Linked DNA regions of Mus musculus: all the other regions are linked to region 4. A link is a contact called in public ChIA-PET and HiChIP or PLAC-seq data. All regions are on one chromosome and are shown on one strand. The core of a region is the stretch at or near the end of the contact, and the rest is flanking DNA. Distances in the headings are between cores, read along the strand shown. Region 1 overlaps Rftn1 (raftlin lipid raft linker 1). Region 2 overlaps Tbc1d5 (TBC1 domain family, member 5). Region 3 overlaps Rftn1 (raftlin lipid raft linker 1). Region 4 has its middle 39 kb from the start of Plcl2. Region 5 overlaps Tbc1d5 (TBC1 domain family, member 5). Region 6 overlaps Rftn1 (raftlin lipid raft linker 1). Region 7 overlaps Rftn1 (raftlin lipid raft linker 1).

What was found. HiChIP or PLAC-seq counts read pairs in DNA pulled down with a chosen protein or histone mark. ChIA-PET counts read pairs in DNA pulled down with a chosen protein or histone mark.
Region 1: a contact with region 4 is called in a BATF HiChIP or PLAC-seq map of CD8 T cells, with 6 read pairs. The contact joins two enhancer-like sites. A contact is called at or near these places in 1 of 484 Hi-C or Micro-C datasets (double positive thymocytes) and 2 of 115 datasets of contacts at active chromatin or transcription factors (CD8 T cells and memory CD8 T cells).
Region 2: a contact with region 4 is called in a RAD21 HiChIP or PLAC-seq map of pro-B cells, with 4 times the contacts expected there. The contact joins two enhancer-like sites. A contact is called at or near these places in 2 of 15 datasets of contacts at CTCF or cohesin (large pre-B cells and pro-B cells) and 11 of 115 datasets of contacts at active chromatin or transcription factors (the 230-238 cell line, bone marrow-derived macrophages, cardiomyocytes and 7 more).
Region 3: an RNA polymerase II ChIA-PET map of memory CD8 T cells shows a contact between it and region 4, with 80 read pairs. The contact joins two enhancer-like sites. A contact is called at or near these places in 2 of 115 datasets of contacts at active chromatin or transcription factors (effector CD8 T cells and memory CD8 T cells).
Region 5: a contact with region 4 is called in an H3K27ac HiChIP or PLAC-seq map of microglia, with 6 times the contacts expected there. The contact joins two enhancer-like sites. A contact is called at or near these places in 6 of 115 datasets of contacts at active chromatin or transcription factors (CD8 T cells, bone marrow-derived macrophages, large pre-B cells and 1 more).
Region 6: a contact with region 4 is called in an H3K27ac HiChIP or PLAC-seq map of microglia, with 3 times the contacts expected there. The contact joins two enhancer-like sites.
Region 7: a contact with region 4 is called in a BATF HiChIP or PLAC-seq map of CD8 T cells, with 7 read pairs. The contact joins two enhancer-like sites. A contact is called at or near these places in 1 of 484 Hi-C or Micro-C datasets (double positive thymocytes) and 2 of 115 datasets of contacts at active chromatin or transcription factors (CD8 T cells and memory CD8 T cells).

What each region holds. Positions count from the first base shown.
Region 1 is chr17:50,069,046-50,072,756 of GRCm38.p6, reverse strand. All of the region lies in intron 4 of Rftn1 (raftlin lipid raft linker 1), which reads left to right. Among named protein-coding and RNA genes, the nearest start is that of Gm52302, 36 kb to the right of the region's middle. Within about 2 kb of position 2,431, at least 63 of the 459 cell types and tissues checked have an H3K27ac peak or open chromatin away from gene starts, as enhancers often do. A contact at or near this core is called in CD8 T cells, double positive thymocytes and memory CD8 T cells, where this site is marked.
Region 2 is chr17:50,794,149-50,797,557 of GRCm38.p6, reverse strand. All of the region lies in intron 17 of Tbc1d5 (TBC1 domain family, member 5), which reads left to right. Among named protein-coding and RNA genes, the nearest start is that of Gm41598, 5.0 kb to the right of the region's middle. Within about 2 kb of position 1,892, at least 8 of the 459 cell types and tissues checked have an H3K27ac peak or open chromatin away from gene starts, as enhancers often do. A contact at or near this core is called in bone marrow-derived macrophages and pro-B cells, where this site is marked.
Region 3 is chr17:50,156,326-50,160,244 of GRCm38.p6, reverse strand. All of the region lies in intron 2 of Rftn1 (raftlin lipid raft linker 1), which reads left to right. Among named protein-coding and RNA genes, the nearest start is that of Rftn1, 32 kb to the left of the region's middle. Within about 2 kb of position 1,499, at least 94 of the 459 cell types and tissues checked have an H3K27ac peak or open chromatin away from gene starts, as enhancers often do. A contact at or near this core is called in effector CD8 T cells and memory CD8 T cells, where this site is marked.
Region 4 is chr17:50,468,775-50,472,154 of GRCm38.p6, reverse strand. No RefSeq gene overlaps it. Among named protein-coding and RNA genes, the nearest start is that of Plcl2, 39 kb to the left of the region's middle. Within about 2 kb of position 1,499, at least 294 of the 459 cell types and tissues checked have an H3K27ac peak or open chromatin away from gene starts, as enhancers often do. A contact at or near this core is called in CD8 T cells, bone marrow-derived macrophages, double positive thymocytes and 4 more, where this site is marked.
Region 5 is chr17:50,761,987-50,765,456 of GRCm38.p6, reverse strand. The region is part of intron 18 of Tbc1d5 (TBC1 domain family, member 5); the gene reads left to right. Among named protein-coding and RNA genes, the nearest start is that of Gm41598, 27 kb to the left of the region's middle. Within about 2 kb of position 1,841, at least 73 of the 459 cell types and tissues checked have an H3K27ac peak or open chromatin away from gene starts, as enhancers often do. A contact at or near this core is called in bone marrow-derived macrophages and microglia, where this site is marked.
Region 6 is chr17:50,119,004-50,122,881 of GRCm38.p6, reverse strand. The region is part of intron 2 of Rftn1 (raftlin lipid raft linker 1); the gene reads left to right. Among named protein-coding and RNA genes, the nearest start is that of Rftn1, 70 kb to the left of the region's middle. Within about 2 kb of position 2,536, at least 24 of the 459 cell types and tissues checked have an H3K27ac peak or open chromatin away from gene starts, as enhancers often do. A contact at or near this core is called in microglia, where this site is marked.
Region 7 is chr17:50,091,941-50,095,846 of GRCm38.p6, reverse strand. The region is part of intron 3 of Rftn1 (raftlin lipid raft linker 1); the gene reads left to right. Among named protein-coding and RNA genes, the nearest start is that of Gm52302, 59 kb to the right of the region's middle. Within about 2 kb of position 1,551, at least 59 of the 459 cell types and tissues checked have an H3K27ac peak or open chromatin away from gene starts, as enhancers often do. A contact at or near this core is called in CD8 T cells, double positive thymocytes and memory CD8 T cells, where this site is marked.

The sequences.
Region 1 (3,711 bases), core at 1,182-3,681, 400 kb after region 4:
GTTCATAATTTGTAACATGCATCAAAAATTTAAAAAGCTGTGTATTATTACATTTCTTAAAGACTTGTTCCAATGGTACTCCTACTTCAAGATGGAGGCAGATACTCCTGAAGAGAATCTCATGTACCGGCGTCTTCAGATGATGGCAATCTCTGTCCGAGGGGGATGTATGTAATGCATGACTGCAGGTGTGGAGCCTCGAGGAGGATGCTGGGTGTTATGCCATGACACTTTCTTTCGCATCCTGACTTCAGACAGGGTCTTTCAGTGAACCAGAGGGGTCCCCATCTCTGCCCCTACCCAGCCCTGTGGTAATAGATGTGGCAGCTCCAAGGGTCCCCATCTCTGCCCCCCAGCACTGGGGTAATATACACTGATGTGCCCAGCTTTGACATGGTGCTGGGAATTTGAGCTCAGATGTTCACACTTGTGCAGCAAGCTCTCTTGCCTACTGAGCCCAAGCCCCCTAAACTGAATCACCGTCAGCAGAGATGTTGAGGGGAACATGAGGAAACATTTTGTTTAGAAAACACATTGACTAAAACCAGCATGGGCTAGAAGTCATTTAAACTCTTAAAGACCTGTGTGTCACCATGTCAAAGCTGGGCACATCAGTGTATATTACCCCAGTGCTGGGGGGCAGAGATGGGGACCCTTGGAGCTGCCACATCTATTACCGCAGGGCTGGGTAGGGGCAGAGATAGGGACCCCTCTGGTTCACTGAAAGACCCTGTCTGAAGTCAGGATGAGAAAGAAACATGGCATAACACATGTGTGTTCTGAGTCTCCATTGCCACGTAGGGGTGAATGTTGGTTACCTTTCTGTTGCTGTGGTAAAATGCCTTGACTGAGTTGAGCCTCAGAAGGGTTTAGTCAGAGCTCACAGTTCCAGGGAGGCAAGAGTCTGTCACCCTCATGGTGAGGAAGTGTGGCAACTGGTAGGCATGGTGACTAGATCAGCTGTGAGCTCACATCTCAAGCCACAAGCAGCAAACAGCGCGAGAACTTGATACTTCTCGTGGCTTTTGGAACCGCAAAGTCACACCCCCTAACCCTACCCAAATGGCACCACAAACGGGGGCCCAAGTGTTCAAGCATCTAAATCTATGGGGGACATCTCATCCAAACTGTCACACTATTCTAAGACAAGAACAAAACAAACGAACAAAACCTTTCCACCTGTGGAATGTTGACAGGCAGGCAGTAACCCACCACGGCTCCACAGTCTACTGTTTCCTGCTTGTAAAAAGCATAAAAGAGGAAATGATTCCCTCTCTATTAAAAAATGGTTCTCACTTTAAAAATGGGATGAGGGTAGGATTAGGATTCTGTATCTTGCACTCACACATGTGCTCACGTGCGCTCACACACACACACACACTACAGAGCCTATACAGACTGGCTGGTTTCAGCCCTGACATATTCAAGACATTCCCTCTTTGAAAGAAAAAAATGTCTGTAGAGTTGTTAAAGAGTTGAGTTTATAAAACCATCCACATATAATAACACTCTGGATTGCCCAGGAAAGGCAACAGGAGTTTGGGCAGAGGCTTATGTCCTTCACAAAGCCAACCCAGCTTCGTTTCTGGTGTCCCTGGGTGCTGTGGCTGGGTCTCTGTTGCTAGGGTGACCACCATGGCCTTGGATTCCCCCTTCCCTTTTAATTTTATCTATTTCAATATGAAGATTGTTCCTTCCCCTCTGCGGTTTCATTGCTACTTTGGCTGCAGCAGATAAGTTTGACAACCTCTTTCTCCCCTCCTCAGCTCTTCCTTCACCACCCTTGAGGCCTTCGGCATCTTCATAGCTGAGACATATATAGTGTTAAGGGGTGCAGGGGTGGGGGAGGGGGTGGCAGTGGGCTTCACTTGATTTCACTGCTGTGACCTGCAGCAGGACTGGTAGGGTACCACCCCACTCATTTCTTACAGAGCAGTCTTTCCTACCTCTGTTTACTCTAGTATTTCTTATTGCTTTTAACTTATGTCCTATTTATTAATTTTATTCATTCATTCATTCATTATTCATTCATGAATGACAGTGGTTCAGGCTTCCCTGGAACTTGCTCTGCAGACCAGACAGGCTTTGAACTTGCAGAAATCCTCCTGCCTCGGCTTCATAAGTGTTAGGACCACAGGGATATATGTAGCTCCTGTCTCCCTGTCAGCTCTTGAGTCATTTGCTATTTTTGCTCTCTGGGCTACTTGCCTTGTGTTGCCTCTCTTCTCTGTGCCGATGGCAAGTTTCTTGGCACTTGGAGGAAGGTAAAAGTGACAGCCATGTGTTTCTCAGGCTGGCAACTCCTCCTCCTTGGATAGGAAGGAGTTGAAAGGTGACACCAAGAAAGAGAAAGTGCAAAGGGAGGCCGTGAACAGTCAGTATCTTTGTCCTGTAACTCAGAGCCTCTCTAGTCAGCATTTGGGCGGTTGGCAGTTAGTTCAGTCAGCCCTCCCTGGCAGTGGCTGGGTTAGGTGTCACATCACACGTACCCACTTGATAACTTTGCAGCATGCCGGTTACAAATGTTTGCTGTTACCACCAGTGGGGGCAGGGAGGAGATAAGCGATACATATCATTTCTATCGGTATGTCTGTGGTCTTTTGAGAAGATGGATCAATCGTGTTTTGAGTGCTAATTATGCACTGTCAGGGAATACATGTGGGAGCTGGGGGCGGCTACAGTGGTGCTCAGCCCCCCCTCTGTGAAGCCTCCTGTCTGCCAGGCATTTGTCATCTAAAAGATAAGTGGAGAAGCTGGTGCGAGGGCTGGGGTGTCTTCTCAGTGGAGTGAGTTGATCCTGGCAGAGCTTTGGCTGCCTGCTGCTGTCTCCCCAACACTTGAAGCAGTCAGTCTTGTAGCTGTTGACTCGGGGTCTCTTCTGAGAGTTCTGAGAGCCAGAGCCTTAGGAGCTCCACCCCCTGTAGGTTACCCTCTTCTCATCTCTTCTTCTTTTCCTTTCTTTCTTTTTCTTTCAGTTTTTAAATTATTCCTCCTGATACCAAAGAGGTCAGGGATTAGGATGCTGGCCCCGGTTGGGTCTCAGTGGCTCAGACCCTTATGCATGAGCCTCCTGGGCACAGCTCTGTCTTCTTTCTGCTCTTCATACAGCCCTACCAATATTTGTTGGTTGCTATTTTTAACGTATTTTTAATCTATTCTTTAACAGATGTCATCAGAATTCAATGGGTTATTCTTTTCCCAATTTTTCTTTCTTTCTTTTTTTTTTTTATTTAAAAATGAGCACTGCCATCAGTCAACTGATCTGTTTGTGAGAGAAGTCTAAACTTGAAGTGATGCAGCTGTTACATCAGTCTTGACTTCTGTGTTTCAAAGAATGAAAACTAGGGAAGTTTGTCACCGTGGGGGTGGCACTGTGACATACAGAAGGCGAGAAAACCGAAGTCACCTGCTATCACACATGCAGCTGAGAAATGAAAGAAAACGGAATAAAGTTCCATGTAACTCACTTCTAAATCCACACCTCCAGCGGCAGCCTGTGGCTGCTTCCCCACATCATTGCAAAGGAAATGGGGAATAGGGATGGTAATGGGGACAGGGATGTTATTCTAGGGGTAAAAAAGAGATTGTTATGCAGGATATTCGAAGTAGATGTATAAAAGTATGTGAAAATATAGAAAATTTTGAAAAAGAAGTTATTTAGATGCATTCCCCGTAGAAACGGTGTTTGATGGAACTGTTCATTGCTTGGTG
Region 2 (3,409 bases), core at 643-3,142, 330 kb before region 4:
TTTCCTAGGTTATAGTGATTTGTATTTCTAAGGGGAGGTTCTGTCACCCAGATGCAGGCATGTGTAACTTAACGTTCATGGTGGACTTTATGTGTCCGCTGAGGAAAAGAAAATCAGCAGAGCTGCTGTTCCCTCATCTTCTTAGTAATCGTTACCTTAAATATTAAAATGAGAAATCTATATAGCAAAACGGGTAACTGGTATAGACTTGAAAATGTTCAGAAATTGAGCCTACCATTTATCAATTTAGGAAATGTTATTATGGAAACTTAGGTTGTGACCATTTTCTTTCTACCCAAAGCCTTTCTGTGGGATGTGGTCCCTTTCACAATTTTATTTTGGTTATAGGAGAACATTTCTCTGTCCTGTTAGTTGATAGGAATGCAGTAATGACACAGTGTGGCCGCGCTACAAATCAGAGTACATTAAGTGGCCAGAACACTGAGGGATGCTATCTCGTTTAAAATCGATTTTTACCAAAATGTGTGTGTGTGAGATCCTGTATATTATTATATATGTTAATCATATTATTTATAGTATATTAATTAGTACTTTATATATATATTAGTAAAATGAATACATAGTTGTCATATGCATGTATTATATAAAAGCTGAAGAAGAAGCAAGCCTACAAAGTCATAGGCTGTACACAGGAATCCTGGAGACTTTTAAAAGACTTGCTTTCTTCTATTTAGTAACCACGAAATAGCCTTCGACACTGCCGTCTCTAGGGGTTAGTCTGACGGCTGTGACTGGTAATTGTTGAACACTGCTGCCCCAGAAACAGAAGAGCTGGAGGGACGGCAGTGTCTGGGTGGCTCTCCTCTCCTCTCCTACTCTTCCTTCTGGGTCACTAAGACCTGCTCTCCCAGCTCGGTTTTCTTTTCTATATGCCCATCTGGTTCTTTCTTTCTTTCTTTCTTTCTTTTTTTTTTTTTTTGGAACACTGCTTTATTATAAGCATTTACTATGGTTTCAATTTAATAATTGCCTATAATAAAGGGATGTAGTTCACAGATGCATTTGAAAATACATGTGGTAAGTTTGAAATATTTTCACTAGGTAACATGAAATTAGAGCTTGCTTAGGTCTTTCCTATGAATTTCCTTTAAAGTTTAGTTTAAAAATATTTTTTTTTACATTGGAAGAAATCAGTTTTGAAAAAATATGCCTGTTAATAAGTGTTATATAACTTCCATATGAATAAGTCTTTTTTAGAAGATATATTTTAAAACATACTAATATTTGTAATGCCATAAAAATCTCCTCAGAGAAGTCCTTTATACTTTTATACTGAGGTTTCCAATCCACAGTATAGTAGAAACTTATAGTAGGAACTTGTGAACTTTTCCTTAGTAAAAACAGACACAAACTCTCCACTGGAAACATCGTTTTAAAGACATTGCTTACTTTAAAGACACGTCAGATGTTTATCTAAGTTTCCACTGTATTTTCTGTTCTATAAATTTTAATAATTCGATAAAATATTATAATATTGAGTATGAAAGGCAAAAGGTTGTCTATTTTCCTTTATCATATCTAATTATTTTTTCTTATGAAATCTAGGCGACGTAGTTACAGGAAGCGATGCTCAGGTTTCTGTTCCTGTCCAGGCTCTAACTGACCTCCAAGGTACAGTTGCCACCTCCCTGTCTACCATCTGTCTAATCACCCGTCTGTCATCTATTTATCCATCCTCTGTCTCTCTCTGTCTCTGTCTCTCTGTCTCTCTCTCTCTCCTCCCTCCCTCCCTCCCTCTCTCCTTCCCTCCCTCCCTCTTCTCTCATTTGTTGGCATGTACTGCCCCACCCCATTCTGGCCACTTACAGTGTCACAACTCTCTCCCAAACCCAGTTACTGGCCCTACTCTCCATTCAGCACACTGGTCCACTACCATAGTTTGGCCACTAAGTGGCACTGTTGTGTAAAACAAAAGTTCACTCTTAGGGCCTACTTTGGTGGCATCAGGCCTTGTGGATTTTCTGTTCACAGTGAAAACTCTTTTTCTTTGCCAAATATGATTCAACCTATGTTTGAGGTCATTTGCAACGTTATGTTCTGTAGGATGGCTGACACAAGGAAGGACTTTTGTTACTGGATGAATTGTTTGTAACAATATTTGACGAATTTGTTGTAAGATCTGTTTCTGTGTTTTAACTACCCATATTCCACCTAAAAAATTACCACTTGTCTTTTTCACAACCTGATTTTGAAATATTTTAAGTATTGCCTTCATATTAAAATTTTTGCCATACGATTTAACCAGTGTACAATGTAACCACCATAAATAGTGAGTCATAACAGTTTACAGTCAAAAACTAGCATTTTAATATTACCCATTAGTTTAGCTTAAGAAGTAAAAGCTTATCCATTTTCAGTACTTCCCATGGGATTTTAAGACATAAATATTTAAGATTACAATCATTAATCTTTTTCTTTGCACCTTTTAGTTGAAATACATTATAATGAGAATATTTATGTTACATGGAAGTTTAGAATTCAAGATTCTTTCATTCAAATTCAAGCTAAAATGAGAATAATAAAATAGTAATTAAACCTCATATCATGTTTGGCTTAATTTAAAATATTCATATGCATATAATAAACTAATCCTATTTATATTAAAATACTCTCCATCATTTTTCTTTTATCAAGATTTTATATTCAACAGTAATTATGGAACAAGCCAGTGTGCCTGCTGCAGGGCACACTGTTTTGTTGGCGCCAGGGTTCCCCAGTGTCCCTGCCTTCTTGGATGTTACTCTTGCTGTAGGGCTCTAAGACAACTCAGTCAGAACTGGCCCTTTGTCTGAATGTGTTTAGAATTCCCTTTGCCCCCACACTCTGACAGAGAGTTTGTCAGTCCGATAGAGAAGGTTCCAGCCACCGTGAGATGAACCTGGGGCAGAGGGAACAGGAGATGCTCTGCATCCCCTGAACTAGATAAGCCACTGTTTCCCTCAGCTCACTCACTGTAGCACCTGTTCATCTCATTGGGGTTTTTTGAGGAAAGAAAACCACAAAAATATTATCTGTAGGACATTACAGGAGCATAATACTATTTCTTCATTCTCTGACCTTCCTTCCAAGACATTTGCCAGCAGAGACTCCTAAGAGATGCTTGACAAATAACTTCCATTGTCCTAGAGTCCAAGGGACACAGCCATTTGCTTTGTGTGTTGAAAGGAAAAGGGAATGAAAAAAGGATAGACTATATCCAGACATGGTTGTGTCTGATCCCAATAATGCCTTTATGTGAAGTTAGAACCTCTGCATATATAGCCTATTCTAGGAGATCCACTCAATAAGCAGAACATAGCCTGGATTTCAGGGCACCATAGCAATCTGCTTCATATCTAATATAGTACACTGGTCCATACAGCTCTAGGACACTGCATAGCTTATACCT
Region 3 (3,919 bases), core at 250-2,749, 310 kb after region 4:
TGGAAAGGGCCCAGGCCTGGGTAGTATTGAAGCTGTAAGGGATGCAGCTGGGGCTGGGAGTTGAGCAGGTAGGCCTGTGTCACCATATGAGTGGACAGCCTAACAGATGATGCTCCAATGGTTGTGTGGGTCACAGTGTGCAGAATTCTCTCCACAACCCCCAGGGCTGCTTGAGCCTCCTGCAGTTGTCTCTGTTCCCACTCTTTCCCCCAGACCACTGTATGCGCGGTAGGCTGGGGATTTCTAGTGCAGAGCGAGTGCTGTGAAAGTGGAAGTTCACCCTCCCTTGCAAGGAGCACCGCCCAGAGGTAGGCTTTCAGGAAGCCCCCCAGAAAGGAGGCAGCTTCTGCTGAATTGGAGGGAGGGTGGTTCCAGATCTGCCTTGTGCTGGACAGAGCCGGGATGGGAGCATTGGGGCACAGGGTCGGGGGAAAGCTGTGCGCTCTGGTCCTGGGGTTGCTGCTGGGAGAAGAGCGTGAGTGAAGAGAGTGGATGCTGGCTTTTCTGGTGCCAAAGCTACCTGAGGTCCTAAGAGGTCTTGGGGAGATGGGGTGGGCACAGGGAGCACCTGGAGTTCACATACAGCTGAGATTTGGACCCAGGGTTTCTCCAGATGTGGTCCCCTTCTTGTAGGAATACAAAGTCTCGGTCCTCTCTCTAGACACCATGAAATGTAAAATCGTCCCTATGTGATAAATCCTGACGATGCTTCTGCTGCTTCTTCAGTTTGAGAACAACTGGGGTAGGGATTCCTCCATCTTTTGTGGAGGGGTTCATTGAGAAACTGGACAGAAGGTGGACGAGACTAAGGATTTGCAGGGAGGCTATGAGACAGAGCCGGGCAGGGCATGTGAGGAACAGGTCTCTGGGGGTTTTGGTCTTCTGATAGCTTGCTCTTAACTCAGGAGCCTTGGGGAAAGTGAGCGTCTGTCCCTTCACCCTGGTTCAGAGCTGGAGTCTGGCACTCGGAGCTCTGCTCAGCACATACGACCTCCTGCCCAGTCACACGCTAACATCTAGACAGGTGTCTGTTTCCAGTTCTGTGGCTTTCACATTTAGAACTAACTGCTCACTCCAGGGATGTTTCAGCAGGTCATGGCTAGCTAAATCAGCTTCAGATCCTCTGTAGGAGCCATTGCCTTGTTAAGGTCTCTACTGCCTCTTTCCTCCTACCCTCAGACCCCACACTTACTTGTTCTCTGCCAGGCTGACCACATCCCACAGAAATTACCTGGAGTCCATAATTAGGACAAGTATGAGTGGACCTGGCTTGCCATGCCAGGCATTCATGGGGTTAACATCTGACTAGGATGTACAAGACTGCCCAGGACTGAGAAGCTATGGAAAGGAAAGATAAGCAGGGGCGAGGCTTGTGTGTCTTGCAGGAGGGTTCCTGGTGAGAGAGGGTTTCACCATGGGGTTCTTTTAGCCTGAGCCTGGAGGACTCTGAAGTATTTGTTGAGCACCCACAAGTAAGGGAGGTGTCATAAAGGAAACCCGCAGGAAGGGGACAGATGCCTGTGATGGTTGCTTCCTAGAGAGGCAGGCTTGTGGCTTGGCTGGTGTCTGAGCCGAGGCTTCATTTTCCACATCCTCTAGGCCTACAGCCGGTTCTGTCAGTCACAAGCCATCACGACACACAGCTCTAAGGTCAGCTACACTGTGGCTTTCCTGGCGAATCCTTGTAGGTCACCTGTGTGTTGTGACAAGAGCCACAGGTTTGGGTGACAGGACAATCATGAAAATGTTGAGACCTCTCTCTCACTTTTTCTCTCTCTCTCTCTCTCTCTCTCTCTCTCTCTCTCTCTCTCTGTGTGTGTGTGTGTGTGTGTGTGTGTGTGTGTGTGTGTAAACCAAAGGACAATCTCTAGTTGTGTTCCTCAGGGATTGTCATCTTTTTTTTTCTTTTTGACAAGGTCTCTTACTGACCTGGAACTCTCCACTTAGGCTAGGAGGGTTGACCAGTAAGCCCAGGGGTTCTCCTGTTTGCCTCCCAATGCCAGGCTTACAGTCGTACATGACTCTCTGTTTGGAGAGACTACTTTGTTTACTAAGAACATGAATGTTAGCTAAGAGCCTGCCGGAGTGGGTCTGTGGCTTCCCTTTGTCACTTGTTCTAAGGTAGGGCTAGGGTTGACCTGTAGCTAAGATCTAGGAGGCCAGACATAAACTTGGGTGGGCGACGGTGGTTGGTTTGTAGTCTCAGCTTTTTAAACAAAGTAAAGTTCCCTTACTGGCTGTGGGAACTTTATGACACCTCCCTTACTCATACGTGATCATGCTCAACAAACACTTCAGGGGGTTCCCCAGGCTAAAAGAACCCCAATGGTGAAACCCTCTCTCAACCAAGAACCCTCCTGCAAGGTACAAAGCAAGGTCAGACTCGAGCTTGAGTCCAGGGAGGCATTTTTCTTTCCTAAGAATTTGCTGTGGCGTCCAGGGAGCACTGGTCTCTGAAACCGTCTGCCCCAACCAGTGCAGTTTTCAGACCACTTGCTTAGTTTTTTTCTGACCGCTTTTTAGATTCTGTATCATCAGTAAAGGGTGAGGCGGAGCGTGTCTGGATAGCTAATTTTAATTTGGGTAAAATCCACCAATGGGCATTGTGACGTTGTTTATTCCTGCCTGGTTTTGGTTCTAGTTCTAGTTCCTATATTTGCTAAGGGTCAGTTTCTGTTTTGAAGACTTATGCAAAGAGTTCAGTTGCGTGACTTGCAAGCGGAGGTCCTGGCTGGGTGTTGTGCTAAAAACAGACCTTGCTTTTAAACAGAATATGCAAATTCTGGTTCCCAAAAAGGAAATTGCTTCCTATAAAAACATCACAAGCTTGCAGATTTGGGGAGATGGATGAGGCTCTGTCGAATGACATGGTTTAAGCCTTGTTCTTGGTACTAATGTTGTCCTTCCATGATTCCTAATGGGGGTGATGAGATTAGCTTTAAGGAGGCTGGCCATTCTCAACTATCCCGTCTCCATGCAAAACTCTCAGGGCTCTGGTCCCAGCCACTCTGAATCTAGATCAAGGAGCAACAGGTACTCTTGAGTGCAGATCGACTCTGGGGTGAGCCTGTGTGTGATCCAGGCAGTCAAAACTCAAGACCTCAAGGCTCCCTTCAGTAGATGGGATTCCCTAGTAATGACTGTTATCAGTTAAAGCAAAACCAAATGGTTGTTTTCTGTAGAGATCCATAATAAAAGCAGCCTGTCATGATCATTTTTACTAAAGTGGAACCAAAAGACCAGCAAGATGGCTCAGTGGGTTAAGGCAGTTGCCGCTAAGCCTTAATGACATGAATTTAATCCCTAGGACCTATGTATTGGTAGGATAGAACCTTCTCTCTTGCACACTTCTCTCTTCCTCTGACCTCCACATGTGCACCATGGCATGCGTACACCTTGACATAATAAGTAAATAGATAACTGTAAAAAAATTAATAAACAATATTGAGTATATACAAAACAAAACAATTTTTAAAAAAAAGAGTGGAGTGGAAAACAAGTTATTGTTTTATGTATGACTTGTTACCAATATGACTTATCCTTTTATCAAGATCTGACTTTATCCAGTTTCATGGGGGTCCTGTCTCATTTTCTTAGTGTATATTGACTCTACATAATGATGGTTTTGACTGTGCCATTGTCATGCAGGTAGACCATGCCTTTTTACCCTATTTATCCCATTTCAGAATTATCCTAAGTTTGATCAGATTTCACAGATTGTTGACTTTTGGAAGAAAAGAGACTTTCTCAGTCGTGTGAGATGAGTATGTGTCCTTGGGATTAAGCCTAGGAAGTCACTGTCTTTGCGATGTCTTTCAGACACCTGCCCTTGGTCATACAGAAGTAGCCAGAGCAGACTTCCGGAGCTTAACGGCAACCGAGCGTCTCTCCCATCCTGCCATAAAGGCATGCTCTTCGG
Region 4 (3,380 bases), core at 250-2,749:
ACACATCTGTATTTGTGCCACCTGTGTGCTTAATGTTCCTGGAGAGCAGAAATGGGTGTCAGATCCCCTGGAACTGAAGTCACAGGTAGTTTCAAGCTGCCATGTGGGTGCTCAACACGGAACCCAGCTCTTCTGCAAGAGCAGCTAGTGCTCCTGACTGCTGAGACTCCCTTCTGGTCCTCTGCCTGCTTCCCACAGCAATCCACATTTCAAACACACACACACACACACACACACACACACACACACACACACCTGTATGCACTCATATAAGTGAGATCAAAGCTTACCCTAATGGCTTTTCCAAACTCGAACTCAAGTTTTTTCTATTTTGTCGTATATGATTCTGCATATTCTGTTTTAAATCATTCTGTCCCTTCTGTGTTTGACACTGTTTTGTTTTTTTGGTGTTGGGGATCAACATACTAGGCAAGTGCAATGCATCTTAGTTATGTTTTCAGCCCTGTGTTATTCCACTGTTGTTCGATGCTTTGGAAATGCTGGTAAGTATTCACAACATTGATCCCACCACCTGTTCATAGGTCAAGACCTGGTATTTACAAAACACTTGAAAAATAGGAGACTGGTAGCTTCAGGGAAGGAAAAAGAACATCTGAGACACTTAAAAGGAAAAGAGTGGGGAGGGTCACACAAAGGAGAGTGACAAGAGAAAGCCTGGTTCCTGTCTTATGTCTTGGCCAGCTCAGAGCCTGCACTTCCGCATGCACCCCTGGCCTTCCGGCTCTGGACCTCTTCCTGAACCTACTTCCGGTTCCTGTACTCAGCTGCCTGTCACCTCTTAGTTATCTAAAGGTGCCTTTTGTGCTCTGAGATCTCTAAGTCCCTCCTGCATGCCAGTCCTCTTTCCCTGGTATGTCCAACCTAACTATAACTCTTCCTCCTCCTCCTCCTCCTCCTCCTCCTCCTCCTCCTCCTCCTCCTCCTCCTCCTCCTCCTCCTCCTCCTCCTCCTCCTCCTCCTCCTCCTTCTCCTGGAGGATTCTAGGAAACAAGACTAAGTGGAAATGATCTGGTTTTAAAAAGGTTTTGAAAACCTTGACAATTTGGAGAAGATTATGCGAGCAATGTGGTATGGAAGAACACAGGGAAAAGACTGGAAGAGCCGGAAGTTTACCAGCAGCAGGAGGCCAGTCAATAGGCTGGATCCATGCCAGCCCTAAAGGGAAAGCATTTAGACTGCCTAGAGAGAGAAAAAAAAAAGTAGGCCAGAAGAGGGATTTCTCAACAAGAATCTCAAGTTACTATCTTCATATGCTTAGACCAAGACCACGGTGAACAGATTTGCAAAGCCATGGGCCTCCTGTTAAATCTCTTCTAAATGAAGTGAAGCGCTGACATAGCTCGCTAGCGGTTGTGACCTCAGAGCAGATCAAAGCCGGTTTCCTCAGTGCAGAAAGAGCACAGGAGGGCTTCGGTGGTGAACCAGACTCTGGTTCGCGTGCAGCCAGAACAGCTTGCCAACCTTGGTTTTTACGATTTTTTTTTTTTTCAGCTGCTGAGACAGGAAATGACGTGAGGCTCTGAACACACTATTACAGCAAGCAGCTGTTCTGAGAGAACTTTCTGTTTCCAGGCCCGGCACCTCAGAATGTTGGCTTCTGTGTGGTCGGTTGTTGAAGACCAACTCTGTGCGAGGTGTTAGGTTGAGAAGAGGTGCAGCAGAGGATGCTGGAGCCGCAGCTGAGGTAAAAGTGTGGCTTTGATCTTCATGCCAGTTCCCTAAGCACGGCTTACTAACCATTCCGTCCTATCTTTTCAGACTTGAGTCTTTTCAGACTTGAGGGAACTTCATGACCTCACCAGACTCTAAGCTGCATCCTATAAATAAGGTCCTGGCTTCCCATCTCCTCTTTCTTCATCCTATATAAAAGGTTGTGCATGATCAGTTTTCTCAACAACCACAATGGAAAAAATGGAGAAGTAAAGAGGAAAAAAAAAAAAAACCACGAAAATGCAGCAGTTTGCCTTTCCCACAACTAAAATGAATGAACCACCCCCATCCCCTTCGGTGCCTGGGAGAGGAAGTACAGTTGCAAATGTTACCCGCACTAAACCAGATTAATTTTCCATTCAAGAGGAAAAGTAAGCAGCACGGGGCAAGGGAGGCAAATTGCAGGGCCCTATTATTTAGCACGTTTGAAATGAAAGGCAATACTGCTATTGAAGGCAGGCTGAGGAGCGCTCTCTTCCTCTCGCTAATATCCGCCCACAGGTTGCCTAGCAACCAAATTACATCGTGGAGAACACTCCCCAGCAATAACTGACCCTGAATTTTAATTTTCATGTTGACGTTGAAGCAGACTAAGTAAGTAAGTAAGTAAATAAATAAATAAATAAATAAGTACAACCACTCTGAAAGAGCATTCATTTTGATAACTGAGCTACAACTGTAGACTATAGGATAGCAAACACAACATTTTTTTTTTTTTTTTTTTTTTGGTAAAGACTTTCTCTTTTCTGGAGCATTATGCTAAAAAGTAAAAAGAATCTGGAGAGGCTTATTTTAAAAAATACCACGATTCCATGATTGCTTTATGAAGATCAGAATGGGAATTCTACTTAACAAAATAAACCCTAAAATCTATGAAAATACTGTATATAAAAAAAAGAAATGTCAAGTTTTAATCGTTGCTTTTTTGAATGACCTTTTAAAAATGAGAGCTAACTGTCAATGTGGATCATAAAAGACCACCCAGAACCCCGGCATCACTTCTTCATGCATGGCAGAAATAGTGGTTCACAGGAAGAAAGGAAAGGCAGCCTGTCCTGGGTTTCTCCTCAGAGTGCTATTTGAGTCCAACAGTAGGAACTGAGCATGCTGAAAAGACCTCCCCGCTGTCCCGATTGTCACATGGGCACACTTTTAGAAATGTGTTCTATGAGTTCAGAGTTCCTTTTCTCTGGGTCTGGACACAGCATGTTTATCACTTCGGAAAAGACATCCTTCTAGCCTAGCCTGAGGAGGAAAAGAAAACAAGGAACACCTCTTCTCATTTCCATGTGTGCTAAAATGTCTGCATGAAACTTAATTCCCACCAACAATACTGAGTATGTACCAGAGCAAACAGAACAGAAACAAAGGCTTGTTTAGGGTTTAGATCCAGCTGTGGAACCCCTTTAGACATCTGACCTTTTAGCTCACTGATAAAAGAAAAGAGCATTAACATTCATTTGGCCTGCAGACAGCACATGACTTTCATCCCAGAACTTGGGAGTCAGAGGCCTGTAGATCTCTGAGTTCTATGCCAACCTGGTCTACAGAATGCTAGTCAAAGTGTCTTAGGGTTTCACTGTTGTAAAAAGACACCATGATCAAGGCAACTCTTATAAGGGAAGCATTAAATTGGGACTGGCATACAG
Region 5 (3,470 bases), core at 592-3,091, 290 kb before region 4:
TTACAAACATTCCATCTCTTTTTTCCCCATGGTAATCGGTTTTATTTGGGGGAGGTTGTGTTGGAGATTGGTTCTGAAGCTGTGATTCCATCGGGAATCTGCATTGAAGGTCCTTGTCCCCAATAGCTGGGCGTGGGGTGGGACACTGAGCGCTGTGCAGGTAGATGCAGAGAGGAACGAATAGAATTCCAATGACTCGGGGTAGAAGGGTGGGACGCAGGCGCAGGAGATGAAGCCTCTCTGCCCTGTGAGAACGGTGGGTGGCTCCTGGCCACTTCCCTGTTTGGGCCTGGGGTATCAGTGGAAGGTTTAGGAGTACCCACCCAGCCTTTGAGGTATCCAAAGCATTTAAAGTTAGCTAGTGTGTGTGTGTGTGTGTGTGTGTGTGTGTGTGTGTGTGTGTGTGTGTGTGTGTGTTTTCCATTTGCAAATCCAGATAGCCCCTGAGTGGATGCATGCATGCCACCCACCAGGAGCACAAACCGGTGTAGCATAAAACTCACCACTACAAGGTTATATGTTTGTATGTACATATGTGTAACATGCTTAGGGATGCTAGAGATTGAAGTCAGGTGTCCTCCTCACTCACTCTCCACCTCATTCACCTTATTGTTTGAGGCAGGGTTTCTTGCTGAACCACAGCTTCTTGACTAGAAAGGAATGGAAGGGAGGGCCTTTTGCCCATCTGAAGGACCTGCTTCTCCAAGTTCTCTGAGTTGACTTCATAATTTGTTCCGCCTTTGCTCGCCTGCCACTCTCCTGTACATGCACGCACAGAATCGCATACGCACACACGCATGCACACACACATGCACACGTGTGCACATACATAGCAAAACACCAGTTTGTCTAGACTAGTTGGCTAGCAAGCTCCAGAGATCAGTGTCCACATATAGTCACCACTGGATTGCATCACACATGGCTACAGCTGGATGAGAAGTTGATGCAGGGGTCCAAAGCTGGGTCTCTATGCTTGAGGCATTTCCCCAGCCAACCCTTTTGCTTTTTAAAAATGTCTTCCCTAGTATGTTGTTCACATAATAATCTTATTTTCTTGTAAATATATAACCCCATATCCTTGTAGAAAATCCAGAAAAAAAAAAAGTATAATCCCACCATGTTTTTCAAAGTCAAGACTACTTAAAAAAAAAAAAAAACTTATACATTGCAATCTTATTTTTCCAGTTAGTCATCTGTTGTATGTCTGTGAATTGTCCATCAACAGAATATTTTTAAAAAACATGCAGGGTTCACGTGAGTATATGTGCTGTCCTTGGATGCCTGACTAATATCTTCAGTTGCTTTTATGTATGCACATGGTTCCCTGGGGTAATGTTCTAGGAGTACATTGCTAGTACAAAACAACAAAAAAGTAACATTTATAAAGCACTTGTTAGGCCAAACTGTGTCCTTTATCAAGACTCTCCAATAATCCAATCCCCTAAGAATTACAGGCCATACTAAATAGTGTTACCATCTTATATTTGGGCTCAAAGAGTTGCTGACTCGTTAAAGCCCTAACTATTGTATGTGACAGGCCTCTTATACACTAATGCTAGGGCTATAGCGTTCATATTCCAGCTTGTTCTCCAGTACAGCGGCTGAACTGCTTCACACACCCATACCCTGTCATTTAATGCAGTGTAATATGTAGTCATTGTGTTCTTGTTCTATTTTTCCTGATGCTGTCTTCCAGGGCTATTGCCATATGCTTCTCTGGCTTGGGTTTCATTCACACCAAGTGTGTGTGCGCGAGTGTGTGTGTGTTTTACCCTGTGTATACCACAGCTTCCTCAGAGCATCTGCAGCCTTCCTCCTTCTCATCAAGACTTTCCGTTTCCTGTTCTTCCCACTTCTTGTTCACCCATCTGTTCAAGCAAGACTGGGCGCCTTTCCTGTCTCTAGCTGCTATTCTTGGCTGGTTCCTGCTGCTGCTGTCAGTGTTGGCTCCCATGTCTGCTTATCTTGTGATCTGAGGACACTCTTAGAAGCTGAGCAGAGCCCACCCCAGGACCCTTCTCGCCCTGTTTTGCTGCAAAACTGACAGTCACTCTTGTCCATAAGTGACCCTCAAACATGGTCTCCATTAGGGACAGTGGGAACAGCAGACTATGTGTCAGACCCTAGCATCTCACACATTACTGGAAGGAAGAATGTGAGAGAGGGGTTTCTGCCCATCTGAAGATCCTGCTCCTCTCAGTTCTCTGACTTGACTTCATTACTGGTTTTTCCTTTGCTCACCTGCCACTCTCCTGTACATGCACACAGACACTTGCATACACACACACACAAAACTTTGTTGACTGGATCCTTGTTTCCTGGAACATGCTTTTCTATCATTGCTTCTGATTCCTCCTCCTTCAGTACCTTCAGAATTCTAGAAAACATGCTCTCATTTCCATGCATCCTCCTGCATCTTCTCCAGAGCTTCCTACTCCTTTCTTGGCTTTAAGAACGTACAGACTGTATCTTCCTCTAAACTCATAGAGGCCAGGAGCCCACATCTCAACTGTTATTGTATTTTCTGCATGGCTTAACACAATGTAAATGAATGTATTTATTAATCAAGTTGATAAGGAAGTAAATAATAAATCATAAAACCTTATACTATTTAAAAAATATCAAAAAGGTACTGAAGGTATATAACTAACACCTGAAAGATGTATTTTATAAACAACCAAATTGCATAATATTCAGCCAACTTAATGCCCCTGTAGAAATGCCTTTCTTCTTTTAAATAAGGTCTCACCATGTAGTGCAGGCTGATCTTCAACTGCCAGCAATCTTCCTGCCTCACCCTTACAAGCAGTGGATTTGAAATGTACTACAATGATAAACCATTTCTAAACATTTTAGAAAGGAAATAGTTTAGTGAACCACTAGAAGTTAGTATCTCCATTACAGTTGGTAAATGTGCATTAAATCTTTGCTAGGAAAGCGTAGAACATGAATGTGAGTCCATCTAGGGAAGACATGGGCGAGCAGCCAAGGGATCTGGTTCTTGGTTGGCTGCCTAACCTGGAGCATATACTCCCAGAGAATATGGCTGACAGGAATATCTGTCAGTAAATGAGAGGATCTGCCACACAGGTTTGTTGTGAAGAGTAAATGGATCCATACATGAAAAGCTCATTGTGAGGGTCTATATACGCTCAGCCCATGGAGTGGCACTGTTAGCAGGTGTTCTCCGTGGTGGAGTAGGTGTGGTGTCACTGTGGGCGTGGACTTTAAGACCCTGATCTTAGCTGCTGGAAGCCAGTATTCTGCTAGCAGCCTTCAGATGAAGATGTAGAACTCTCAGCTCCTCCTGCACCATGCCTGCCTGGATGCTGCCACACTCCCACCTTGATGATAATGGACTGAACCTCTGAACCTGCAAGCCAGCCCTAATTAACTGTTGTCCTTGTAAGAGTTGCCTTTTTATCTGTTCACAGCAGTAAAACCCTAAGACACTCATTGTCCAGTTTATT
Region 6 (3,878 bases), core at 1,287-3,786, 350 kb after region 4:
TGCCAATGTCCTTTGCGCCGGACCCTCCCCAGTGCTAACCCTCCTGGGCTTTGAGAACCACAAATGATGGAGTTCGTGTTCTCTGCTACAAAGAGAGTCACAGTGTGTGCCAGTGTTCACAAGATTCCTAACCTCTACTGTGGCCCGTTTCACTTCCTTTCTTGCCTCCGGGGTTAATGTGTATCACTTGTTATCAGTGGTCTTTGTTTTCCTGGCCCCAGTACCTTTGTGGAGGCTCTATGCCACAGTTTGAGAACTCTGAGTATCTGAGGTGAAGCTTTTCACACAGTTCTGAGAAGTGGAAGGGAGTAGATTGGGTTCGCTTGCTATGGACTTTCTTGCGTTCTTGCTACCCGACTCCTCCTAACATCATTTCTCCAAGTAAGACTTAAAGAGAAACACCGCAGAACAAGGTATTCTGACAGACAGACACCACTGAGTAAACTGGGAGCAGCCTAGGCAGCTGTCCCGCCTGGCTGCTCACTGATGCCAATAGTAACCTTGACTGCGGTAGACGTCTCAGGCTTTCTTCCTTGAAAAATAATCACTGATTTGTGTGTGTGTGTGTGTGTGTGTGTGTGTGTGTGTGTGTGTGTGTGATTCCACTTTATTTGAGACTAGATCACTTGTTCACTGCCAGGCTAGCTGACCTGGTAGCCCCTAAGGATTCTCCTGCCTCCCATCTTGACATAGAAATGTGAGGCTACAGATGCCCCCTGTGTCTGCCTTTTACATAGGTTCTGGGGATTCAAACTCAGATCTTCACACTCGGGGGTAATGGCACTATCCACTAAGCAATCTTCCCGGCACTCACTTCCTAGTTTTCTTCTTGCTTTCTGCTGGCTTCCTTGCTTAGCCTGTCCCTGCTCAGCAGCAAACACTAAGGACATCTCAAGGTTGTGCGTGGCTCCCACGCTTGTCTGCCGGTGACGAAGGTTCTCAGACTCTACTCTCCAGCCAGAGCTCCCATTGGTGCTGTAACACAGCATCATCTCTGCCGTGCCACAAGAGGTGCTTGCAGCAGTAGGTGTGACCAGAACCACGGAGCTACAACCGCCACTGTTCGGTGCAGGCCAAGATCTCAGAGCTGACTTGCTGTCTCTTTCACTTCTCAGCCATTTTCTTCAGAAAGGACTTGAAAGTAGAACAGGCAGTGAAAAGCAGGCCCCGGATGGTCTCTCAGCATTTGCTAAGCACTGTGCTGTAATTCTGGGGTCTGTACCAGTGCTTGTCCTGTCCCAGGAGCACCTTGACACACGTTAATTCCTCCCTGGTATTTTATATTGTTTAATGAAATTAGAAATTGGTCAGATGGAGGAAGCCACCTGAGGCAGCACACGTGGAGGACATCAGACTGCATCATGGGGCAGCGGGGGGAGCTCTGAGAAGGGCAGCGCCCTGTGTCCTGGTGGAATAGAGGCTGACGTCCCCATGTCCCTTTCTGATGATGGCTTCACTTTATGCTGTTTGTGGCCAGATGTTTTTTGGGGGTTAACTTCTCTTTTCTCTGCCATAGCTAAAGACAGACTTGTTCTTTGACTTAAAATGTCTTGCACAAGGGCTCCAAGGAGGTGTCTATGATACCTTAAAGAGGGAAGAGAACTTCAGGGGTGAGTCCTCCTTGGTAGTGCTCAGGAGAGGAAGGGATTTCCTGGGTGAGGGAGGAAACAGGGCAGGCTTGAATTCTGACTTCTCCATGGAGACATTTCCTCTTTGTGTGTTTAATTTTACAAATCTGGGATGAGTTTGAGGTAAACATGGGGTGTGGTTAGCCACCTGATACATCTGCCATCTGTCCTTGCCACCCCATCTCTCCCTCCCCCTGTGTTCTGTGGGGTCTAAGTGTTTTTTATCTTGCTTTTACCTCTTCATGTACTGGCCTCCGGCTGCTGAATATTGGTTCCTCTTAAAGGACAGTGCCATTTCCTGGATCCAACTCACTCTCCTGCATTCTACTTACAGAGCGTCCTGTCACCTTCTTCCTGGAGACCCTGCTGTAAGGTATTGCAGAAGCCATTATCAAAGTCTGGAATCTGACAAAGAAGCTACCACCCCCTCCCCATGCCTTTTCAGAGTTTATTGTTCAGTCCTGAAGATCTAACTAAGCTCATTTTGAGCTCAGCTTAGAAAAGAATTTTGATTACTCTATCTATCTATCTATCTATCTATCTATCTATCTATCTATCTATCTATCTATCAATTTGGGGGCTCATTTATGTCATGGCACATGTGTGGAGGCCAGAGGACAACTTGCAGGAGTTTCCTCCTTACACCATGTGGGATTGAACTCAGGTGGTCAATCTTGGCAGCAAGCTTCTTCACCTGCTGAGCCATATTGTTGGCCCCACTCTACCGTTTTACAAAGGGTTCCAGAACAGAAGGCCCATGGCTTTGACTGAGGAGCGAAAGACCTGTGTATGAACTGTAGATGCTGGTTAGGTCTGGACTGAAATTAGGCAGAAGGAACAGCACCCTGACATAGGACTCTGTCTGACCTAGAGATAGTTTGTGAGACAACTAAAACTATTAATAGCAATGACTCGCATGACTTTGGTGGCTTCCACAGAGCAGCCTGGGGACACAGGCCCAGTTCCTCTGCTGCCAGGATGTCATCTGACTCCCTTCGCATCTAATGGGATAGGAGCCATGCTTATCTGTCTACACAAGACTGAGGCAGCTCTAGATTTCCCTTCCTCCTCCTGTCATCAGATCCTTGTCAGTGATGATTTCATTTGCTCATTAAAAGAATGGCAGCACTACGCATGTAAAACAGCAAACAGGGACCTTGATGGGTGGCCAGCTATTTCTGATTTACTGTTCTGGGATTATTTCTTCTTCAGTGTATTTAACCTTTTCTCCCGCCTGAAGGTTTCCTTCTGGCACCTTCTGTAGGGCTGGATTGGGAAACACAAATTGTTTAACTTTGTTTCTCATCATGAGATGTTTTTCTTTCTCCTTTGCTCTTCTGCGTGATAGTTTTGCTGGATATGGTAGTCTGGCCTGGAATGTGTGTTCTTTCAGAACATGCAGAGCGTCTGTCTAGGACCTTCTGGTTTTCAGTCCCTAATCAAAAGTCAGGTGTTAGTCTAATGGGTCTGCCTTTATATGGGAGTTGATCTCTTTCCCTTGCAGTTTTTAATATCCTTTCTTTATTCTTTGCATTTAGCGTTTTGATTATGTATTTCGGAGACCTATTAGGCACCTGTTTCTTTATAGATGGGGGAAATTTTCCTCTGAGGTTTGGCTTAAAATATTTTCTGTGACTGTGAGCTCGGCCTCTTCTCCCTCTATAGCTGTCATTTCCAGGTGTGCTCTTTTGAAAGTGTCCCGGATTTCCAGGGTTTTGTACCAGAATTTTATTAGACTCAACATTTTTTTTTTGACTGAGCTGTTTCTACTACCTTGTCTTCAAAACTCGAAATTCTCTCTTCCACTTCAGTCTGCTCATGAGGTTCTCTGAGCCTTATGTCTCACCTCCCCAGATTTTTTTCCAGTCCTATTTCAGCCTGGCTTTCCCGTTTCTTTGTGAAACTCTATTTTCATGTCTGGAAATGTTTGCATTATTTCATTCGACTGTTTGTGTTTTTGAGAACTTCATTAAGACGTTTATTCATATCCTCTTTAAGGTCCTTGAACATATTTCCTAATTGCTATTTTGGAGTCCTTGTCTCGTGCTTCAGCTAAATTGCTTTCCTTGGGGTCTGTTGCAGTAGGGGTGGCAGGCTTCTGGTGGAGGTTGTTTGTGACTGTGTTTTTTCAGCTGTTATCTGGAGTCGTGGTGTTTGTAGTGTTTCTTGGAGTGGATGTCTTTGTTGGGTGGGTGTTCAGTTCTTCGGTTGTCGTTACCTCAGTCTTGTCAAGTTGTGAGTGAGCAGCAG
Region 7 (3,906 bases), core at 302-2,801, 380 kb after region 4:
CTTGAAATGTAAAATTACCGAAAAGCCTTTTTGAAACATACACAGCCTTCCATTATATTTAAGAAGGAGCCTCATTTCAAGTGGACATCTGTGCCTTGAGATGCCAGCTTTAGTCATGCAGACTTCCTGTGGTCACCAAGGATAATGCTTGTTCCACTTGTCTCTCAGCCCCTCGGTGTTCTAACGGCTTGTTTGTATGCTTTAAGGCATATGTGAGACATTAGTGTCTCATACAAGCTTTTCCTTAAAGGAGATGTGGTTAAAATCATGTAGAGACAGTGAACCCAAAGGAAGCCTCAGGGTCAGACTTGTGGTTTCTGAGGAAAAGGTTTGCTGCTCCAAGTGTGGCTGGTGGGACAGAAGTGTCAGCATCTCCAGTCCAGGGTCAGCATCTCCAGTCCAGGGTCAGCATCTCCAGTCCAGGGTCAGCATCTCCAGTCCAGGGGCAGCATCTCCAGTCCGGGGGCAGCATCTCCTGTCCAGGAGCAGCATCTTTAGGGAGTTCCTTCAAAATTTCAGGTTCTCAGACACCCCCCTCCCCTTATGTAGAAACAGCATCTGCATTTTGGTAGACTCCAGATGAATGGTGGGTACATTCAAGTGTAAGGACAGAGCTAAGCATACGTACACATTTGCATCAAAGTTGGTTGTGCTTAGTTTTTGAAAACAACTTTCTGAATGTCTAGCCTACATGTATGTTTGTACACTGCGTGTATGTGCAGGGTCTGTGGAAGCTAGAAGAGGGTGCAGGGTCCCATGGAACTGGGGTTATAGAAGGCTGTGAGCACCCAACCACATGGGTGCTGGGAACTTGGAACCCAGGTTCTATGTGTGAGCAGGAGGTATTCTTACTATCAGAGCCATTTCTCCAGCTCTGGGACTGATGGGACTTTAAAATGCAAGCTCCCCTCTGAGTTGCACTGGACACATTTCTTCAGTGACCTCATTGGTTGCTGCAGATATAGAGTGTTTTGGTCCCCTGTCTCAGGCAGGTGCTGGGGTGTAGGTGGGAGAAACTAGAAAAGCAGAAATAGCAGCAGTCTTGAACATGGAAACTGTAATTATGTGCAAGCTGAGTGACTTTCTGTCACTCAGCTGACTGTGGCCCATAAAAACACCTGGGGACCACTCATGGGTAGCTATCCTTTCTATTCATGCATTGCAGATGTGGGACTTTTCCTGAACCAGCAAATGTTAGGAAGACTTGATTTTACTCAGTTGTTGTGTTCCTGATAAGATGCTATTAATTATGCATTATTAGGAACATTCTTTCTTTTCACTTTCTGTGTGTCTTTCGTGAGAGGCTGCAGGAGTCCGAGAGAGAGAGCAGGCCTCTTCCTATGGCTGTTCCCCATGGTTTCCTCTGGTTTTTTCTGTATCCCAGAGGGTTGAGAGAAAGGATCTTCATTTACCTTTGTGGCCTTTCGAGGCAAACAACAAAGGCCTTGAACTAGTTGTGAGTTGTTAGGTGGTTTGTCTAGCAAAGAGGCAGCCCTGACTGTAAGCTCTGAGACAGGATGTGGCAAGATTTTCTCTAAAGTCGCGGTGTAGTATGTTGATGCTAAGCTGTAACAGACACTCACTTGGCAGCACACAGCTCCTTGAGAGTGTGTGGCGACAGTGTCATCATATCCAGAATGTTCCTATAGATACCCAACCTTTATGACAGAAGTAAGTATCTGCTGGGGGCAGGGGCCAGGGACATCAGAAGGGGCAGTAACTTGGCTGGCACATTTTCCATCCCGCTTCCTCCTGGGCTCCCCTGGTGCTCCTATAGCTGCAGTCATTAAAGATCCATGGCGCTCGCTCTCGTGTTCTCTCTCTCTCTCTCTCTCTCTCTCTCTCTCTCTCTCTCTCTCTCTCTCTCTCTCTCTCCATTCTTTTCCCTCTCAAGCATTTTTAAACCTTCAGCGTAGTGTTAGGGGAACTTTGAACTCCATTGCTCTCATTTCATAATCCTCTTTTTCCTGATTATTCCAGAATTATCTTAGTAACAGCTTGATTTATTATCCTCCCTCAAGCCACCAAAGACAGGGTGAAGAAGTGCCTAAGATGTCTCTCTTACTAACTACTCTCTCCTTGGAAATCTTTCCATTCTTCCTGCATCACACTGTGCCACCAGCTTAATCTGGTGCCATCTTGCACTTCCTATTGGGATGAGGGGAAACTCCATTTGTTCCCTATCCACTGCTTTAGGCGTCAGTGGCAGCCCTCCCCAGGGTCATTCTATCAGTGAGTTAATCTATGCATCTGCTACCCACTACTGGCATAGCTACGTAACAAGTTCGCCTGTGCTCATGGCTCTTTGCCAGACAGATTTGTATTTTATCTTGTTCCAACTGTTTGTTTTCTAGCCAGAACTTTGCCAATCTCTATCCTCTATGGCCCTATGACTAATCTCCAAACAGTCTTAAAGACACTGCTCTTCTGCTCCTTGATTTAAGGAGTAAGTAATTCCTGATCCTAGACAATAGAAATAATCCTCACACTTCTGATCGAATACAGATTGTTTTATTAATTATTTTATTATTAATATTTGTATTCTTTATTAACGTGTGTGTGCACATGTGCATGAGTGTGAGCCTGCCTGTGCCCATTTGTATACGGAGTACAGAGAGACCAGAGGCATTGGATAATCCCTGGGCGCTGGAGTTGGGTGCTGGGAATTGAACCCAAGTTTTCTCCCAGAGCAGCAAATGTTCTGCTGTCTCCTAAGCCATCTCTCCAGCCCTTGCGTTGTCCTTTTCTTAAGGGCGGTATCTGACTTGATGCCACCAACCCCAACTGGCTTACTCTTCACTGCTCACTTAGCCTGCGTCTTATATAACCCAGGCCCACATGACCAGGGATGACGCTGCCCGCAGTGGGCTGGGCATTCATTCCCACATCAGTCATTAATTAAGAAAATGTCCTGGCAGAGCTGCCTACAAGCCAATTTTTCGTTTGTTTGTTTCAATTGAGATTCTCTCCTTTCAGATTTTAGCTTGTGTCAAGTTGACGAAAGATAACCAGCACAGATCTATTACTGGCTCATTTCTTTCTCTACTATTTAAAAAAAATAGCTAATCTGACCTTGCTAATTTAACCTGGTGTTTTGGAGGAAGAGAGAGAAGAAAGGATTGGCTGGAATGGATGGGTGTTAACCTCTCTTCCTGTTTCCCAGGGATAAAGCATTTGTTTTAGACAACTGACATTTACTAAGTAACTTTTTATCTGACTGGGGAAGTGCTCCAGTCTAAGTTGTTTCTTGTTTCTGCTTCTCGTGATTATTTCTAAATAGAGAAAAGATGACTCTGCTGGCAAGCTACACAACCTCTTGTTCTTTTTATGGCTGAAATGTAAGCTTTGCCTGCTGGCTTAGGAAAGAGGGAATAATTTAGATTTATCTTTGAAATGACGTAGGTCGTGACATCTAAGATTATCGACGTGAGATCTGTTACATGTTTATTACTTAAAAGTCGTGAGTATCATAGCTCTCTGCCATGTGTTTATTACTTAAAGGAAGAGCTGATCATTTTTAAAGATTTTTTTTTTCAGTAGCTTTAGATTAGATTTGCCCTCCAAAGGCCCAAATGAGCTCAGCTTACAAGTTATGCTCATTTTGTAAGAAGAATTCAGGGCTTCTGGTATTTTCCCTTGCAATCACTTCAAATATTTATTGCAACACGTAGTAACAGGATTTACTTAGAAATGGATATATTTAGTGGCTTGAAGAGGGCAATTCCCAAACTATGAGGATGCCTTTGGAGTGGCTGAAGTCAGACACCCTCTACTCTCCAGTGCCAAGCACATGAGAGGCCCGTGCAGGGACAGACCAGAGAGCTCCCTTCAGTTTTCCCGAGGTTGCTTCTAGGAGACAATCCAGAAGCCTATTTGCCTCTAAAGGACCCCAGGCATCTTGAACCA